2 separate regions of the Mus musculus genome follow, and region 2 is linked to region 1. The links are chromatin contacts, called in public promoter capture Hi-C maps. All regions are on one chromosome and are shown on one strand. Each heading gives the region's core, a stretch centred on a gene start, on an enhancer-like site or on the middle of the called end of the contact. The rest is flanking DNA. Distances are from core to core; before and after follow the strand shown. Region 1 holds the start of Plcd1 (phospholipase C, delta 1). Region 2 overlaps Oxsr1 (oxidative-stress responsive 1).

The links. Promoter capture Hi-C pulls out the DNA fragments that hold promoters and counts their contacts.
Region 2: a contact with region 1 is called in a promoter capture Hi-C map of liver. The contact joins the enhancer-like site here to the promoter of Plcd1 in region 1. A contact is called at or near these places in 4 of 39 promoter capture datasets (the 3T3-L1 cell line, cranial neural crest, embryonic stem cells and 1 more), 1 of 15 datasets of contacts at CTCF or cohesin (the NIH/3T3 cell line), 1 of 484 Hi-C or Micro-C datasets (nephron progenitors), 2 of 115 datasets of contacts at active chromatin or transcription factors (astrocytes and forebrain) and 2 of 9 other capture datasets (adipose tissue and pancreatic islet).

The regions. Positions count from the first base shown.
Region 1 is chr9:119,089,995-119,095,085 of GRCm38.p6, reverse strand. It overlaps Plcd1 (phospholipase C, delta 1), which reads left to right and starts at 1,584. Exons shown (of 15, transcript NM_019676.3): 1 at 1,584-1,728. The coding sequence starts at 1,695.
Region 2 is chr9:119,307,316-119,312,137 of GRCm38.p6, reverse strand. All of the region lies in intron 1 of Oxsr1 (oxidative-stress responsive 1), which reads left to right. Among named protein-coding and RNA genes, the nearest start is that of Oxsr1, 13 kb to the left of the region's middle. Within about 2 kb of position 2,842, at least 6 of the 459 cell types and tissues checked have an H3K27ac peak or open chromatin away from gene starts, as enhancers often do. A contact at or near this core is called in liver, where this site is marked.

The sequences.
Region 1 (5,091 bases), core at 335-2,834:
CCACACCGCTGCCCCTGGAAGGCTTCCCCCACCAGATTCCACAACCATCCTAGGCACACTACTTAAACCTAGCTGCACAGAGCAGAGGGCCTCCCACCCCGTGAGAGAGGGAGAAGAAAGAGGATGGGAAGAGTGTCATGGTGCAGGTCAGCACTTGAGCATGACGTTCTTTGTTTCTGCAGAACCTGGCTGCTTGGGACAGCTTTGAGTCAGCATGCCTCCCCAAGTCTGCCTGGCAACCCCAGGCCAGGGAGGGGACATGAGTGAGCTGCAATGCGTGCAACAGAAGCTACATATGTGTCTGTGAGCTTGGAGTACTCAGGAGCAGAGCGTTCTATAAACCCGGCCATGGTCTTTTGTGGTAGAGGGAGAGGCCCTAGTGGTGGGTAATGCCCTGGCTTGGAGCCCAGGACTCGGAGACGGAGATGACAAGAAGAAATGACTCTGGAGATGAAGCCGTGCCAACTGCTGGTGTCAGGAGTTCTTGGTCTCAGGTGTAGGAGAGGAGGCCTGACTCATGGATGCGAATACCTGCCAGGCTCCAGGACAGGACCGAGGGGGGAGGTTCCAAGGCTCAGGGAAGACCTGGAGAGTAGGGCTTTGGAGAAAGAGACGGAAGTCAGGGAAGGAATTTCTCAATTTGCCCCTTCCCAGGCTCTGTCTGCAATGGAGCCTTACTCATTCTTCATGCAGTACAGCGCCCAGCTTGTGGAAAGGAAACCTGGGGGGGGCCTTCCTAGGGCATCAAGACGGGGGTGGGGGTGGGGAGTGGGAGGCCTGAGTGCCAGCCCCACACTGTGGGGGTGCGGGTGGGGTGGGGTGTACATGAACGGCAAGTGATTCTCTAAAACCCAGCCTTAACACTCAGAATCGGGAGACAGCCCATGCTTCACAGGCCACGGAGGCCTGCTAATGCTAGGAGAGAAAGAGCTGAGGAGAGCCCGGCTAGACTCTTCCAGGCCAACTGCCTCCAGTATCGGGACCCTTGCCCAGGCAGCCTCACGGCAGGCCTCCGTCTTCTCCCCTCATTAGGGAGTGAGGGGCCTATACCTGCTTGCTGTTACCCCTACCTTAAGGAAAGCACCTTCAACACCCCCGGAAATGAGACGTCTCTCAGAGCTAAAGAGAGGGGCCCCTCTCTTGAAAAAAAAATCTAGATATTACTCTCCCCAAACGTGGCAATGTGGGCCCGTGCATGCACGCATTTCTTAGAAGACAGACCAGACTGCCTGGCTAATCAGCCGCTTTAGCAGTGATTCCTGTCCCCGCTAAGACCCGATTCTGATTCTTTCCCACATCACCCACAACCCCGGCGAGGCCAGGCGCCCACAGGCAGGGCGTGGGGCCGGCAGCTCGCCGTAATGACAGGGCCTGTGGGTGGTGGCGGTGGAGGAAGCAGGAGGGATCTGACTATTTCTGGCCCTGGCGCACCCAGCTGGCCCGAGCCCCGGCCAGGGTTGGCTAGTCTTCCCGGCCCCCAGCACCGCGTCCTTTCCAGGTCCCCTGGAGGGGGCGGGGAGAAGCGCCGGTTGGCGGGTCCGGGGGGCGGTACGGTGTTCTGGACCCACCCCCGGCCGCCTCCCATCTCAGTTCAGTTGGGTCCCTGCACCGGACTGCGCAAGGACCCCAGGCCGCTTGGTGATTTTGCTCAAGTGAATCACGCCGCGTCCCCTCCTCCGCGCGCCCCGACCGGCATGGACTCCGGTCGGGACTTCCTGACCTTGCACGGTGAGTGTCCCGAACGTAGGGGAGACCCTCGGGAAAGCCGAAATACACCCGGGCGGCAGGGATAACAGCTCCTTCGGCCGCATTTAAACCACCAGAGAGCCAACTCCTTGTCCCCTTGTGGGATCCCAGAAAAACCTCGGCCCGCGCTGGACACAACCTTGGGCGTTTCCAGACTTTCCCCCAAATCTGGCCCAAGAGATCGGGGAGCAATGCTGACATCTCTCGGGGATTTCCCCTTAGCCTGTTCATAAAAGGCTGGGCTCCTGGGTCCAGATGGCACCAAAGGGGTCAGGGAAGGAAAGGGACAGCATCCTTAGCCAAACTCTCGATTCAGAGGCTCCCCAAAACACGGGTGCGCCTGAAGCGAGTCAGGCCGCGCGGGTGTGGCGGATGAGGGTGTAAATGGGTGGGGCGAGGAGGAGGTGTGCAAGTTTGGCTGAAGTCGTTCTGGCAGCCTTCGCTCCCCAGAACAGAGAAAAGCGATGCCAGGGCTGGGAGGAGCAGCGCTGTCTTTTTGCTGACCCTCCTGGTCGGACTGGGCCAGATCTCAGTTAGAACCGCCTGGCAGCTTGGTCCTTTGTCCAGCCGGCTTTGTTTCTTCCCATCTGGGCTAGCTCTTCTCCCCATGCCTGTCCCTCTAGCAGAGAGGGAAAGCGCAGGCTCCTGGCTGCCTGTCTTAGAAGCGTCCAGGGAAGAGCAAGGAACTAAGTGGTATTTACGCACACTCTGTGGGAGGGGCTGTGGGGAGTCTTTCCTTCGTGTCTCCCCAGGTCATCTATTAGCTCAGCAATACCTGCTCCTCTCACATCGATCCACGGTTTCACAGTATTTTTCACTTAACTCGAGTATCCCTGAGATTGTAGGTTCTTGGTTTTTGTTTTTTAATTAAACAACGTGTACTTGTGCTGGAGGGGGTATGGGTGTATGGAGATCAGAGGACAACTTGCAGGAATCAGTTATCTCCTTCTATCTTGTGCGTTCTAGGATCAAACTCAGGTCACTGGGCTTGGCAGCAATTGCCTTTACCCACTAAGACGCCTTGCCTCCTGGGCTGTAGATTTTTGTGTTCACCTGTCCTCCGCTCCACTCCCCCTTGGATGTGTGCCCTGCAGGCAGCCCCCAACCTGTTTTGCATCAGTTGACCTGGACTTTATTGTTGTGGGGGCCCAGTAAGCTTGGGTTTCTAAAAGCCACCTTGTTGGGCTGTGTTCCTGCCCCTCCCACTGTTCCCTCATTCTCTCCAGAGGTCAGAGATGCCCCTACAGCTCCTGACTGGTGGGAACAGAGGGTGGCCGCTCTGAGGGTCACAGTGGAGAGGGGCGGGCTCTCCCCTGGCCGCCTCCCTCTGGCTGCCTCTGACCGCCATAGTGTCATGGAACCTGGGTCATGGAGCAGGCCTCAGTGTCTGTACCCTGGTCCCATTTCTTTCTTGGGTCAGCCCTGGTATCTCCCGTACCCAGGAAGACACAGAGCCTCAGTCTAATACAGCACAGGCTTGGCCAGCCTGGCCCATCCTGTTTGAGCCCAGCCTCCTGGAGTTGTGACTCAGTCCAGCCTTTCCTGCAGGACTGGAATGTACACTGTGGCCAAGCTGACGGACCTGTGGGCCCAGCGCTTCAAGCGTGGCATCCACCGTGACCTCCAGAAGCAGCTCCTGCCTACACTGCCAACCCGATGGGGAGGGGAGAGGGGTCAAGGAGGGTCTCTGTGGGAGGGCGTGGTCACTGTGGCTTGTACTTGTTAGCTGATGGGGAGTCTGCACTCCTCTCCACAGTGCAGGTCCCACAGCACTGGTCACTTTCTGACTTGGGCAGTTGGGGGTCTGCTGGAGAGGTGCCCTCAGTCCCCTCCATTAGCTGGAGACCTGTGGACTCACCAAGAGATGACACGTGGCTCTGTCCTTACTCATACAGAGGCGATGTTGGATAAAGACACATATTGTGCAGACAAACAGTAGAGTTCTCACTCTCCCCTGAATTCCTTGCAGAAGTCTCTCTCTCTCTCTCTCTCTCTCTCTCTCTCTCTCTCTCTCTCTCACACACACACACACACACACACACACACACACGCTCGTGTGCCCACAAGCTGGGAATTGTCTGGCAGAGTGGTTAGATGATGGGACAGAATCAAGGGCAAATGTAGCTGGATTTGTATGCACGGACCAAGGGGCTCTTTCTACCACTGAAGCCTGCTAATTGATACTATAGTTGCCATCTTCCCCTCCTACACCACCCCTCTCTATTTTAACTAAGCCTGGACTGGCATCCCCAGCAGGGCCCTGAAAAGACATTACTTCCCAGGACCTTTTCCTTCACTAAAGACAGTCACCACACTGACTTGCCCTGCACCTGGCCCACCTGCCCTATTGCCCGAGCCGGCAGTCTGTAAAAGGGACAGGGAGCCCCTAGAGCCACAGGCTCCAACTCTAGCTTTGCCATTTGCTGTGTAGCTGTGGCCTTTCTGAGCCCTTTTCTCATCCATGGGATTGCAATATATTTTTCCACAGAGGATGTTGCCAGGATAAAATACTAGTGGGGGCTGGGGACTTAACTTCAGCAAAGTAGCTCGGCGGGCACACATTCCTGGGTTTAGTCCGCAGCACCTTATAAGCCTGGCACAGTGGCACAAGATTACAATTTTAGCATTTGGAAGTTGGCAACCATTAGTTCAAGAAGTAGCAGCCCTCAGCGGCACAGGGTGTTGGAGGTCAGCCTAGGACACACAAGATCCTCTCTCAGACAAACAAAATCAATGGGCTTGGGAGTTCTAAGTCACTTCGGAAGCCAAGGACCCCAAGAAAAGTGAGCACAGAAAGTAGGGGTGGCCTGCCCCCCACTGATGGGAGTTATGCTTCAAAGCTATCTGCTTTGGGGGTTCTGGGCCCATGATACACACACATTGATCCAAGTTGTTAACTCTTTTGTGTCTCAGGCCACTCGAGGAGTAGGGACCTTCTCAGAACTGCATTCTGTTGTTGTGGGTCGTTTCCAGTTTGTTGTTGTTTGGAGGGTTTTATTTGTTTTGTTTTTGAAACAGGATCTCACGTTATACCCCAGACTGGCCTGTTCACTATGTGGCACAAGCTGACCTCAAACTCATCGCAATCCCCCTGCCTCACAATCCTGAGTACTACAATTACAGATGTGAGCCACCCTAACAAACTTAGGGTCGTGATCTTAAATCATCACATAAAGTGCTTAAGAATTCAAAGAAAATACAGCATATTGGGGTTCGATCCCATCAGGGCCCAGGCAGTCTTTGTTTTGGCTAAGAACCTCTATATAGCTGGGTAGTGGTGGCACACGCCTTTAATCCCAGCACTTGGGAGGCAGAGGCAGGGGGTTCTCTGAGTTCAAGGTCAGC
Region 2 (4,822 bases), core at 1,593-4,092, 220 kb before region 1:
AGACTACGCTGGCCTGGAACCCAGAGATTCCTGCTCCTGCCTCTCCAGTGCTAGGATTAAAGGCGTGGGCTAGTGCACAGGGCTCTGACATGATTGCTCATGTTTATTTGTAGAAAATGTTAACTGCGTATCCTTTTATTTAGCATTTTGCTCAATATTTTTTTCCTGATATTTGGGATTTTGTTTTGTTGTTGAGATGGGGTTTTACTTTGTAACCTTGGCTAACCTTGAACTCCCTGAGGCTGGGCTGGCTTGGAACTCAGGATCTTCTTCTCTCATCCCAATGAACACTTGGGACTGTAGACCTGTGATGCCGTGATCACTGGGATAGCTACCCTAAACCATGGCGATTAAACTGCTCGGAGCTTTTAGTTCATTAATGGCCAGACCAAGAGCGGGCTTGGGCTTCTGAATAGTCTCTTGTGACCAAGCTTGGATGCAGCATTGTAAAAGGCAAAAACGACAACATAATTTGAATTAAAGTTAATTTAGGGTAAAAGTAACATTGACATGTTTATTCCTGTCAGAGCATAATTATTTTAGCTATAACATAACAATTTTTTTACTTACACCTTTTTCAATTACTTCACTTAATTATTTTGGTTAATGTATCTGGAACATGGTCAAGGACATGTCACTCTCAGTGTATTCCAGGCAGATGTAACTGCTGGGGAGGTTATGGAGGGCCGAGAACTGTCTCAGCAAACACACAGTGTAGTGAGACCAGGATGGCGGTATCTGTCATTTCAGTCCCACTGTGCTTGCCCCATCTTAGGTTGTCCTGTACTTCTCCTGGGATGCTGCCGCTGCTTTTGGAGGACTGAAGAAACGGTTCTGTGGTTAAGAGCATTGCCTGTTCTTCTAGAGGACATGGGTTTCATTCTTAACACCCATATGACAGTTTACAACCATCTGTAACTCTAGTCCCCACGCCCTGCTCTGCACTCTGAGAGCACCAAGTACACACATGGTGCACACATACACACACATGCAGGCAAAACATCCACATACATAAAATAATAGCAACATTTAAAAAGTCTCTCTTTGTGTGGGATGTGTATGCATGTGTAGCACACATGTGAAGGGCAGGTGTAGATGTAGGTGACTTTTTCAGTTGCTCTGCACCTGTATTTTTTTTTTTTTTAAAGATTTATTTATTGATTATATGTAAGTACACTGTAGCTGTCTTCAGACACTCCAGAAGAGGGAGTCAGATCTCATTACGGATGGTTGTGAGCCACCATGTGGTTGCTGGGATTTGAACTCTGGACCTTCGGAAGAGCAGTCGGGTGCTCTTACCCACTGAGCCATCTCACCAGCCCCCTGCACCTGTATTTTGAGACCCAGTCACTTACTGAACCTGGGGCTCGCTGATCACAGATCCTCCCCTCTCTGTTTTCCCAGCACTAGGACTACAGCATGTGCTCTCAGGCTCAGCTTTTACATGAGTTATGGCTTTCTGAACTCTGGGTATCATGTTTTTGTGGCCAGCACTTTATGGATGGACCTGTCTCCCCAACAACCCATTTTACAGGTGGATTCTGAATCTTATTAAAGGTAAACTCTTGTGAAAGTAAATGCTTGTTACAAGGGAGTCTAGGCCTAGGTAGCTTCCCCCAGAGTAGTGGGAACATTGTGAGTTTTGTGTCCAGCAGTCCACTGAGGGCTGCTCTCATCACTACAGTTACTCTGCAGTACGTAAAGCATTCTCCTTCCCATTCACTTGCCAACAGTTTCCTGAAATTGCTTTAGAGGAAGATAAGATAATAGAGAAGGAGGGAGGAAATCTAATGACACTTTCCCTGTAGTGTTTAATGTGTTTCCATCTGGGGCTCACTACACAAGAGGACGTTTACTGTATGGTCATACTAGTGACTAAGTGTTGGGAGTGGAGCCCCTGTCATTTCAGTGAGTATGTAAAGGTTGGAGAGCTGGTAGGGATAATTTGCCCTTCTGTGTTTTGGTAAAGATTCAAGTACTTTGGAACTTTATTAAGCTCACCGTAGCCCAAATAATGCTTGACACACACACATGTGTTTGAACAGATTAAATGACTAAAATTATGTAGTGAATAAAATCAGTGAATAATAGCAATCATTAATTGAGCAGTTCTCTGCCAGGCACATGGCTGTGAAGTGGAAATTTATTCTATCCCTAGTAATGGAGCTGCAGTGTGAATTTGAGTCTGTTTTGTGGTACTGCTGGAAAATAGGCGAGTTTTGAGGACATCACATGGGTCATCTGTAGAAAGAAAGACTGAAGGGAAGACATGATATGCATGAAGGTGGTGTGGGAATGAATTACATTCAGGCTATGGAAATGAGAGAATATGTTCTGTTACCAAGTGCTTACCAAGTGCTTACCAAGTGCTTACCAAGTGCAGGATCAGTGGATGCAGTAATTGAGAGGCTTAAGGAATGACTTGCAAATGCGCGTCATATCTGACAGAGGGAGCACCTAGGTAAGATTTAAAAATAATCCATGTCAGTCAGGAGGGCAAGTGATGGGCCAGAGATGGGAGGAGGGAAGAGTGTGCTGGTGGGTGAAGAGTGTCACGGACTTTGTGACCCCTGGGAAAAGACCATAGATTCAGTCCAGTTATTGTGTTCTGGGATCCCTGGGCCTATCCAGACCCTTGGCTCTGAGCCTGGGATCTCCTAGGCATCTCACTGGGGGCTTCTAAATGTTATGGAGTTTGTAACTCCTGGGAAAACACCATAGACTCAATCCAGTTATAATTCAAAGGTTTATTGATTAGCTGCTAGCAGGATGAACAATCTCTGAGCCAAAGTTGATATTGCCATGTGGGAGGGTTATGGGGATGGACTTTTAAAGGTGAAAACCACGCAGAGATCTTCACATCTGTACAAGCAAGCAGAAAATTGTTCTGCTCTGCCAAGTTAAGTGGTTAAGGCAACTCAAACTAATCTTTGGCAATCTGCTTAAGCAAATTTCAGAAGCAAAAAAGCAGTCATATAACAAGTAGATTGTCATGGCTGTACATTTTTGGGTGGGGTCACTGAGTCAGGATTACTGGGAAACATTTTCCAGGGACTGGAGTCAGAGACAGATGGCTGGTGGGTACCAAGATGGATGCCCAGCACAAATGGAGCTTCTTCAGCCATAGCAAAGAGAATGTGAATGACATTAAATTTGCAATTTAGTTTCCACAACCTTAAAGGGTCAATACGTGCCTCAAACCTTCTTTTTGGGAGTTGGCTCGGAGAAGGGAGACCAAGCAACAAAAGGGTTAAAGATCATCCGTTCAGTTTCTTCATCATGCCTCAGTTGCCGTTGTTTTTGAAGCATTGCTCCATTTTCTTTTCAAAATTATTGGATTAGGAGGTAAAGGTTGTAGTATCCGAAGAAAAGTAGGAAAAAGTTACTTTTTTTTTTGAGACAGGGTCTCTCTCTATGTCATCTTGGCTGTTCTGGACCTGGCTTTGTAGATCTGCTGGTCTCACAGAGATTCTCCTGCCTTTGGCTCCTGAGTGTTAGGATTAAAGGTGTGTGCCGTTATACCTGGGTAAAAGGAACCCACACACCCCCCCCCCCCCCCCCCGACAGGGTTTCTCTGTGTAGCCCTGGCTGTCCTGGAACTTACACCAGGCTGGCTTCAAACTCAGAAATCCGCCTGCCTCTGCCTCTGCCTCCCAAGTGCTGGGATTAAAGGCATAGGCCACCACTGCCTGGCTAAAAGTTACCATTTTAAAATGTACACTTGAGGGCTGGAGAGATGGCTCAGCCGTTAAGAGCACTTACTACCCTTCCTAAAGTCCTGAGTTCAAATCCCAGCAACCACATGGTGGCTCACAACCATCTATAATGAGATGTGACGCCCTCTTCTGGTGCATCTGAAGACAGCTACAGTGTACTTACATATAATAAATGAATAATCTTTAAAAAAATGTACACTTGATGAAAAGTTTTTGCATTTAGGGTGTTTAATAATCATGAAGAGAAAGAATAAACCCAGCTTATGATGCAGTTGCTTCCACTCATCCTCTCAGCTCCTGGCAGCCACTGTTTTCTCTCAATTTGCATGTTCTGAACATCTTACATAAAGGAAAGCTGCTAATATGGGTTTTCCATGCAGGGCTTCACTAAGTTAGCCTGGTTTTTGTTTTTGTTTTTGTTTTTGTTTTTGTTTTAGGTTTACCCTGTTTTAGCATGTGCCAGTATACATTTCTTGGCTCATTGCTATATCATAAATAGCTATATCACACACATATATATGTTTTATATATATAATATTTATATACATATATGTGTGTGTATATACATATATATGTATGTGTATATACATATATATATATATATATATATATATTTATATATATTCATATTCCAGCCTTTGCTTCCATTGTCTTGTCTAATGGAACTCCTGCTTTCCTCTTTCACTGCATGGATCCTTTTAATTGCATTGAGCCGTCCAGATAATTCAAAACAATCTTTATCTCTAGATTACTTCCTTCCTTCTGTTCTTCCATCCATCCGTCTGCCCTTCCTTCCTTCCTCCCTTCCTTCTTTGTCCGTTTATTGTTGACCGAGTCTCACGCAGCAGGCCGACCTGGAGCTGACTGTGGTTGGGCCTGGCCTAAGACTCAGTCTTTTGCTTGTGCTGCTTGAGTGCTGACATAGTTGTGCACCTCCATGCTTGGCTTCAGAGCTTTAATTTGGCAATATCTAGCAAGTATTTTTAATAATATTTTTTATACGTAGATAGATGTTTTCCCTGCATGTATGCTTATGGGAGGGCAGAAGAGGGCTTTGAATTCCTTGGAATTGGAGTTAGAGGTGATTGTATACTACTTAGTGGGTG